Regions from separate parts of the Sus scrofa genome. Here region 2 is linked to region 1. Evidence: chromatin contacts called from public HiChIP or PLAC-seq data. All regions are on one chromosome and are shown on one strand. Each heading gives the region's core, a stretch centred on a gene start, on an enhancer-like site or on the middle of the called end of the contact. The rest is flanking DNA. Distances are from core to core; before and after follow the strand shown. Region 1 overlaps GPR19 (probable G-protein coupled receptor 19). Region 2 overlaps DUSP16 (dual specificity protein phosphatase 16).

What was found. HiChIP or PLAC-seq counts read pairs in DNA pulled down with a chosen protein or histone mark.
Region 2: a contact with region 1 is called in an H3K27ac HiChIP or PLAC-seq map of alveolar macrophages. The contact joins two enhancer-like sites. A contact is called at or near these places in 2 of 47 Hi-C or Micro-C datasets (embryonic fibroblasts and mesenchymal stem cells) and 2 of 2 datasets of contacts at active chromatin or transcription factors (alveolar macrophages and skeletal muscle).

What each region holds. Positions count from the first base shown.
Region 1 is chr5:59,757,621-59,761,402 of Sscrofa11.1, reverse strand. The region is part of intron 2 of GPR19 (probable G-protein coupled receptor 19); the gene reads right to left. Among named protein-coding and RNA genes, the nearest start is that of GPR19, 9.7 kb to the right of the region's middle. Within about 2 kb of position 2,337, at least 11 of the 83 cell types and tissues checked have an H3K27ac peak or open chromatin away from gene starts, as enhancers often do. A contact at or near this core is called in alveolar macrophages, where this site is marked.
Region 2 is chr5:59,880,859-59,884,773 of Sscrofa11.1, reverse strand. The region is part of intron 1 of DUSP16 (dual specificity protein phosphatase 16); the gene reads right to left. Among named protein-coding and RNA genes, the nearest start is that of DUSP16, 13 kb to the right of the region's middle. Within about 2 kb of position 2,558, at least 6 of the 83 cell types and tissues checked have an H3K27ac peak or open chromatin away from gene starts, as enhancers often do. A contact at or near this core is called in alveolar macrophages, where this site is marked.

The DNA.
Region 1 (3,782 bases), core at 1,088-3,587:
TTTTTCTAGACCAAAGGCGGATGTTAGTGTATTCATTTTCTCTTGTGGTTCTTTCAAATTACCACAAACCTAGTGGCTTAAAACAACACAAACGTATTATCTTATAGTACTGGAGGTTAGAGCTCCACCAAGCGTCTTACTGGGCTAAGATCATGGTGACAACAGAGCTATGTTCCTTTCTGGAGGCCACAGAGAGAGAATGTGTGTCCTTGCCACCCAACATTCCTTGGCTTGTAGCCCTCTTACTCCATCTTAAAAACCAACAACTTTGTATCTCTCTAACCATTATTCCATAGACTTCACATCTCCTTTTGACCCTGACCTCAGACTGCAAAGGCATTAGGTTGGACCCAGATAATCCAGGACAATCTCTCTCAAGGTCCTTAACTTACTTCTAAAGTCCCTTTTGCCTTGTAAGGTAATATAATCACAGGTTCCAGTTGTTAGGGTGAATATCTTTAGTGGCCCTTTCTCTGCATAGCACAGTAAGTTTCCTCCATGTTGAGAAGCACTCAGAGCAAGAGATCTCTGCCTTTGCTCCCCTTTGGGGACCACTGTCTAAGCCCTTCACACCCCACTCCCTGCACTTTGCATGGTTGTTTGGGTCTATAGCAAGTTTCCTACCATGTACTCAGGCATGTAGAACAGTCAACTATCTCAAGCATTTCCTACTGGGCACATGGACACTGAAACCAACAGCCAGAGGTCCTGCCATGGTCAGGTCAGGTGACACCATAGCAAGGACCAAGGGGAAACAGAGGCCGATACTCCCTGGGAAATTCGCCTGAAGGCAAAAATGGGCCATGAATTCACCAGCTGCAGGCTTCAGCATCACATGCCAGCAGGTTCCCCAGTGATTAGGCCAAGAGGGGCATCGTGCTGGAAACCTGCCAGTGCATACTCTAAGTCCAGAATGAAGTCAAGGGATACTCTGTCTCTCGCCAGTTCCACAAAGATGTATACATTACTCCTCAGCCCCATACAAATGGATGTTATCTTCAGATGACAGGACCTCCTTGGGAGGCATCATGAAGGATGAAACATTTTCATCCAAAGGAGAGTTATAAGGAACCATTTAAGTAATGAAATTGAACTATATTTGAAACTGAATTGGACACTTTTTTTCCTATAATTTAACAGTTGTGGTTTTAAAATATGTCCACCAGGAGTTCCCATTGTGGCACAGCAGAAACAAATCCAACTAGGAACCATGAAGTTGCGGGTTTGATCCCTGGCCTCGCTCAGTGGGTTAAGGATCTGGTGTGGCCCTGAGCTGTGGTATAGGTCGCAAACATGGCTCGGATCCTGCGTTGCTGTGGCTGCGGTATAGGCCAGCAGCTATAGCTCTGATTTGACCCCTAGCCTGGGAACCTCCATATGCTGCAGGTGTGGCCCTGAAAAGCAAAAAAATAAAATAATCAAATATGTCCACCAATTCTTTGCTATGTCCCCCTTCAAATATGACACCTACTACTACTTCCCTTGAATGTAGGTCAGGCTGTGTGTGTGTGTATCTTTTTAGGGCTGGCATATGGAAGTTCCCAGGATAGGGTTCAAATTGGAGCTGCAGCTGCTGGCCCACACCACAGCCACAGCAACCCGGATCCCAGCTGCGTGTGTGACCTACACCACAGCTCACAGCAAGGCCAGATCCCATATGGGTCAGACTTACTACCTGTTTCCAATGAGGAGAACGTGGCAGAAGTGTTTCTCTATAACTTGCGAGGCTAGATCATAGTAAGGACAATTTCTACCTGGGTCTCTCCCTCTTGGATCATTGGATTACTCATTCTGGGGAAAGCCTGCCACAATGTTACAAGGACAGGAAAGCTGTCTTGTGAAGAGGTTCATATATGGAAAACGCAGGCCTCTCATCAACCAGCACCAACTAGCAACCAGGGAGGCAAGCTGCCTTGGCAGCAGATCCTCCAGCCCTAGACACGGGACTACAGTCCAGACAATGCTGACTGAAACTTTGTGAGTCCCAGGCCAGGAATGCCCAGCTAAACTGCTCTCAAAGTCCTGACCCACAGAAATGAGAACTGTTTATTATTGAGTTCCTAAGTTTGGGGGAATTTTGCTACACAGTAATAGACAGCTTATACATGGGTGAAAACTCCAGAAATCAGTAAGAGACCTACATTTTCTAGGCATACTCAAACTGTAGTGAGTTAGAAAGTGTCCCTGCTGCGTATGTGTGTGTTCCTATTCTGGAAAGTATGTGGTTTCTTATTAGGCCAAGAACATGAGGAAGGGGAGAACACAACTAGCCACACTGTAGTGTTGTCTAAGGGGAAAAAAGAAAGCCACTAAGGAGGAGGTGGATATATTACAGACTCAGAAGAAACTGCAGGGAACTCAAAAACAGGAAGTGGCAGTTAGACCCAAGATGGGACTGAAGTTAAGGGAGAGAAAGCTGTCAGGGCCAAGTATCCACTGAATCCGGCTCTTTCTCTCTGAGGCTCCAGGACCTACTGTTTCCTAGTCACCCTCCTTCAATTAGCTGCATTGATCTGCTTCTCTTTTGAGAGCAGCTCCCTCTGATTACTGGCCCCCAAACAGTGGCATTGGCTCTGAAACTTACATGACACCTTACAAGTTCAATGCTCTTACCTAAATGACCAAGTCTCAATTAAAAATAGAACCATCATATGATCCAGCAATCCCACCTCTGGGTATAGAGCTAAAGGAAATGAAATCATTGTCTCGAAGAGATATCTATACTCCCATGTTCACCAAAGCACCATTCATAGTAGCCAAGAGATGGTGTCTGTTGATGGATGAGAAGATAAAGAAAACGTGATACACAAATACACCACACACAACCACTCAATGGAGTATTATTCTGCCTTTAAAAAGAAGGAAATCCTGCCATTTGTGACAACATGGATGAACACGGGGGATATTAAGTAAAATAAGCCAGACAGAGAAAGACAAATGCTTCATGATCTATCTCACTTATATGCGGAATGTAAAATAGTTGAATTCAAAGTATCAGTGAGTAGAATGGTGGTTACCAGAGCTGGAGGATTGGGGAAAACAGAGAGATACTGGTCAAAGGATACAACTTTTAATTATGGGATAAATAAGTTCTGGAGACCTAATGTACATACAGCACTGGTGACTATAGTTAATAATGATGCATACTTTACTCTGCTGAGATATTTCAAGCATTCTCACCACACACACAAAAATGGTAACTAAGTGACATGAGGTGTTAATTGTCTTGGTTGTGGTCATCATTTCACAATGTATACATTTATCAAACATCACACTGTACACCTTAAATATATATAATTTTTATTAGTCAATCATACTTCAATAAGGGGGGAGAGAAAACATATGACCCAGTCTCTCAAAGTTCTGATCTAAATTCTTAGGAGGCAGAGTCTGACTCGGCTTAATCTGGTATAGAGTGGATTCAAACAGCGGTAGGCAATGAGATAGAGAAGATACCTGTATTACCCTGTCAACACTCTCTAACAAGTGTAGCAAATTTTATAAAGAGAAAGGACAAGGATAGGGAGGAACTTTCTGACAGACAAAATGCTGGCATCAGAGTGTGTGTGTCTGTGTTTTTAAAATTGCATGAACTCTTCACTCGTGAGCCTGCTAACAGCCACAATACCTTTGGCCTCCACTTCACCTCCATTTGAATCACCCTCCTGAATACGCACATCTCACACTGCGTATAGTTCTGCCACATGCACAACACGCAGTGCCACCCTCCCCAGCTTAGCTCTGACCTGGCTTCCTCTGCCCTGTCCTCCTAGGGGGCACAT
Region 2 (3,915 bases), core at 1,309-3,808, 120 kb before region 1:
TCCCTCGCCTCGCTCAGTGGGTTAAGGATCTGGCATTGTTGTGAGCTGTGGTATACGTCGCAGATGTGGCTCGGATCTCACGTGGCTGTGGCTGTGGTATAGGCCAGCAGGTGCAGCTCCAATTGGACCCCTAGCCTGGGAACTTCCATATGCCATGGGTACAGCCCTAAAAAGACAAAAAACAAACAAACAAACAAAAAAAATCAGCCACTCAGTAATACTTGTTGATACCGATGACCATGACATGCTGATAACCACTGGCAAAAAGAATGGAAGTTCTGTTCAGAAAAAAAAACGCCTACCAAACTAAGAAGGTAAAGTGCTTATTTTAGGAAATGAATTAAGATCATTTCAATAATAAAAATCTCCACTGATTTCACAGTAACTTTTATTAAGAACTTAATTAACACCCCTTTTTCCTGGATAGTGGGTATCATCCTGCCTCACATTTGGTACTTGGAAATCCCCACCACCGCCAAATACTGCATGGCTTTCAACTAACATCACGTTAATGAGATTCTATGATGTGACGGCCACTGGCAGCATCTTAGATCCTGCCACATAGGTCATTTCTTCGCCGGAAAAAATTGCCGGGTTTTTTTTTTCCCAGTTGGGACCATATTCAAGAAGGGGTTTTCCACTGCACATGATTTTTATTGTTGGCTATAAACTCAAGAATATATAAAATCAAGGTTCCTGAATATTTACATTAACAAGGCTCTGAGTCATTCACATAATGAAAAATGAAAACAATTTCTTTAATTACATAGTTAAAAGGGCTTCGGCAGAAGGGAAAGTTTCTGATTTGGATAATCTATGGTAATGAAATTAGATGCTGCCTCTAGGCTGTTTAAAGCAGCTGTTAAATATGTCTACAAACACCTACTTTCTTCTTAAAAATACATTCCAAATTGCAGAGGCCTTTTGACCCATTTAAATGCCACAATTAATAATGTTTATCTCCAGGATCTTGCAATACTGATAAACCACAATAAATTGCATTGGGAACCTTCTATAAGATTTTTGTTGAATGGAAAATTAATACTTTTCAGGTTAACATCTAACAGCCTCTTTTGCAAGCAGTGTAATTGCTCTGTAATTTGTTAGAGTCGGGAATATGGCTTCCTATTCACCGTATATTCAAGGTCATATATCTTGATGGAATTCTATATGAGGAGTGAGATCAGAACCCTCTCTGAAACACAAGCACAATCCCATTTCAAGACATTTGAAACATCAGAGGTTCTGCCTCATTCAAGTCTAGTTGCTACAATGCATGCAGGGAATCACCTTCCTTTAGCTGTCCTTTAATTTTATCTAAGGCAAATAAGCAGTGCAAACACTATTACAAATAAGAACAAACATGCAATCAGCAAAAGGGGGTGTTCCACCAGATTTTAACTAAAGCACTTAAAATGCTTCCTCTGCTGGGACAGGTAGCATTTTCTTATAACATCATGCTGAGGCTGTTTTGATTATAGATTATACACATATGTATATGTTCCCCTATTAAAATAAAAGTGCCATTAGTTTTCTTTTCTTTTTTTTGGGGGGGGGTCTTTTTTGTCTTTTCAGGGCCACATCTGTGGCACATAGAGGTTCCCAGGTTAAGGGTCTAATCGGAGCTGTTGCTGCCGGCCAGAGCCGCAGCAATGCCAGATCCCAGCCACATCTGCAACCTACACCACAGCTCACGGCCACACCGGATCCTTAAATCCACTGAGTGAGGCCAGGGATTGAACCCGAAACCTCATGGTTCCTAGTTGGATTCATTTCCACTGCGCCAAGACAAGAACTCCCAGTTTTCCACTTTTAATGGAAAAATGGGGCGTAAGTATTATTCAACTTCCAAAAAGCCAAAACCCAATTAACTTCAGCTTTAATCTTCTAAATCATCAAGATCTTTATTAGCAATATTGCCCAGCTATCAAGATGACTATATAATACCACCTATCTTTAGTTCTGTCCACTTTTTTGATTAAAAAAAAAAAAAGGATGTTAGAGTTCTCACTGTGGAATAAAGAGTTAAGAATCTGACTACAGAAGCTTGGGTCACTGCGGAGGTGCAGATTCAATTCCCGCTAGTGCAGCAGGTTAAGGATCTGGCACTGCCTCAGCTGAGCACAGGTTGCAGCTGCAGCCTGGAGTCAGTCCCTGGCCTAAGAACGTCCATGTGCTGCAAGTGTGGTCGTAAAATTAAAAAAAAAAAAACGTGAAATGGTCAAAAAAGGAAAAAAAAGAAGAGACAAGTTTTTGAACCAGAAGGTTCTTCAGAGGTTATCTAATACAACATTCTTATTTCACAATTGAGGAAGTTGAGACCTGTCTCTAATTAGCTCTACAACTAATTGGGATATAGGTCTCTGTAATTTTCCACTAAAATTAGAAAGAAAAGGGAACACATAAGAAGGAAACACATAAAATAGTCTCCAGATGAGAGGAGAGTTGTAGCAAGCTGCTTAATACTCTATACTTTCCTCTCTTTCCTATTTGTGAGAGACACACCCAGCCAGCCACCCAAGAGATATTTCTTCCCCTTTTGCTAACTGAGGCCCAGCTGGTCCTGGGCAGCCAGAAACGTGCTTAAGCCTAGGAAATGCTACATGACAGGCGCTACACCAACCCTCGGGCCCCTTTTCCTGGGCCAGATGCTCATTTGCCCAGAATCTCCTGTGAAGCAGGGGCAGGTTGAGAACCCATTCAAGCAAACAGAACTTCAGAGAAAACTGGATGGAAGCTTCGGGGGAGATTTTGTTCTCTGTTGGGCAAACCAAGGAGTAGGGCTTACTTGTTCTGCCTACTTCTTCCTCCTTGCCTTGAAAAGGAATGTGATACCTAGAGCTGAGGCAACCGTTTTGTGACCTGGTGGCAATAAGTGACCATACAAGAGATGGCAGAGAACCTGGGGCCCTGAGAACACCACTGAGCAGCTGAACCATTTGAGACCTCTGACCCGCATTAATAGTGAATAGCTTATGTTTAAGCCTCTGCTTATAGCTTTCTGTTAACTACAGCTGAAAGCAGTACTAAATTTTTTTTAATTTCTGTGTCCTGCCACGATTTTTCTGCCCGATCCTTCCCATTACAAACATTTTATTCTGCTCTTACTCATGCAACTAAAAAGTGACAATATTATATTTCTCCTGCACAGGTAATAGAGACCAATTTAATTACTTTATAGTTACAGTACCTCAACTATATGACCCTATTAAAATAAATGTCATCAATACACAAAACAAAAGGGAAAAATACATGACTTAGAATCATGTCTGTTCTTGATTATTGACTTTTGATCCTTCCTTCTCCCATCTCAAATCCTTTTTGGAAGTGAGTACCACATAAATAACACACTGATAAAATGATCTCTCTCTGGACTAAACTCTTCTATCTCCTTTAATCATAACTGCCTGTTAGAAAAAAAACAAATATTAAAATTTCATTCTTGAATTTGCAGCCCCAAACCTGGCCCAGGCAATATTTTCACTTACTGATGCTTGGTAACCAAAGCTTAGAGACTTACCAGCACTACAGCAAATTCTTCTGTACAGGTTATAATAATAGAATTTGAATACTGGTATTACATTAAAAGTCAGAGTACCCAGTACAGTTATTTCACTAGTTATTTCAACTGTGTTTGAATGGACATCTTTCAAATATATGTTCACCTTCATGACTCTAGTTGCATCCATCTCTGGACACCCCTGGGCCCCATCTGTCCTGTGTCCAGCATATGGGAGAACTCAGTGCACCCCATACTCTTCCTCTGCCCCTCAATGCTCATCTCCACTCTCTGGTCACAGCCCATTTCTGCCTATAGTGGGTCCCATGATCACAAAGGTCTACTCCACTCCCAGCCTCCCTGGTTGGGAGAAAAGAACAACAGCTATGAACACCTGTTCTCTGGAGTGTGTAACC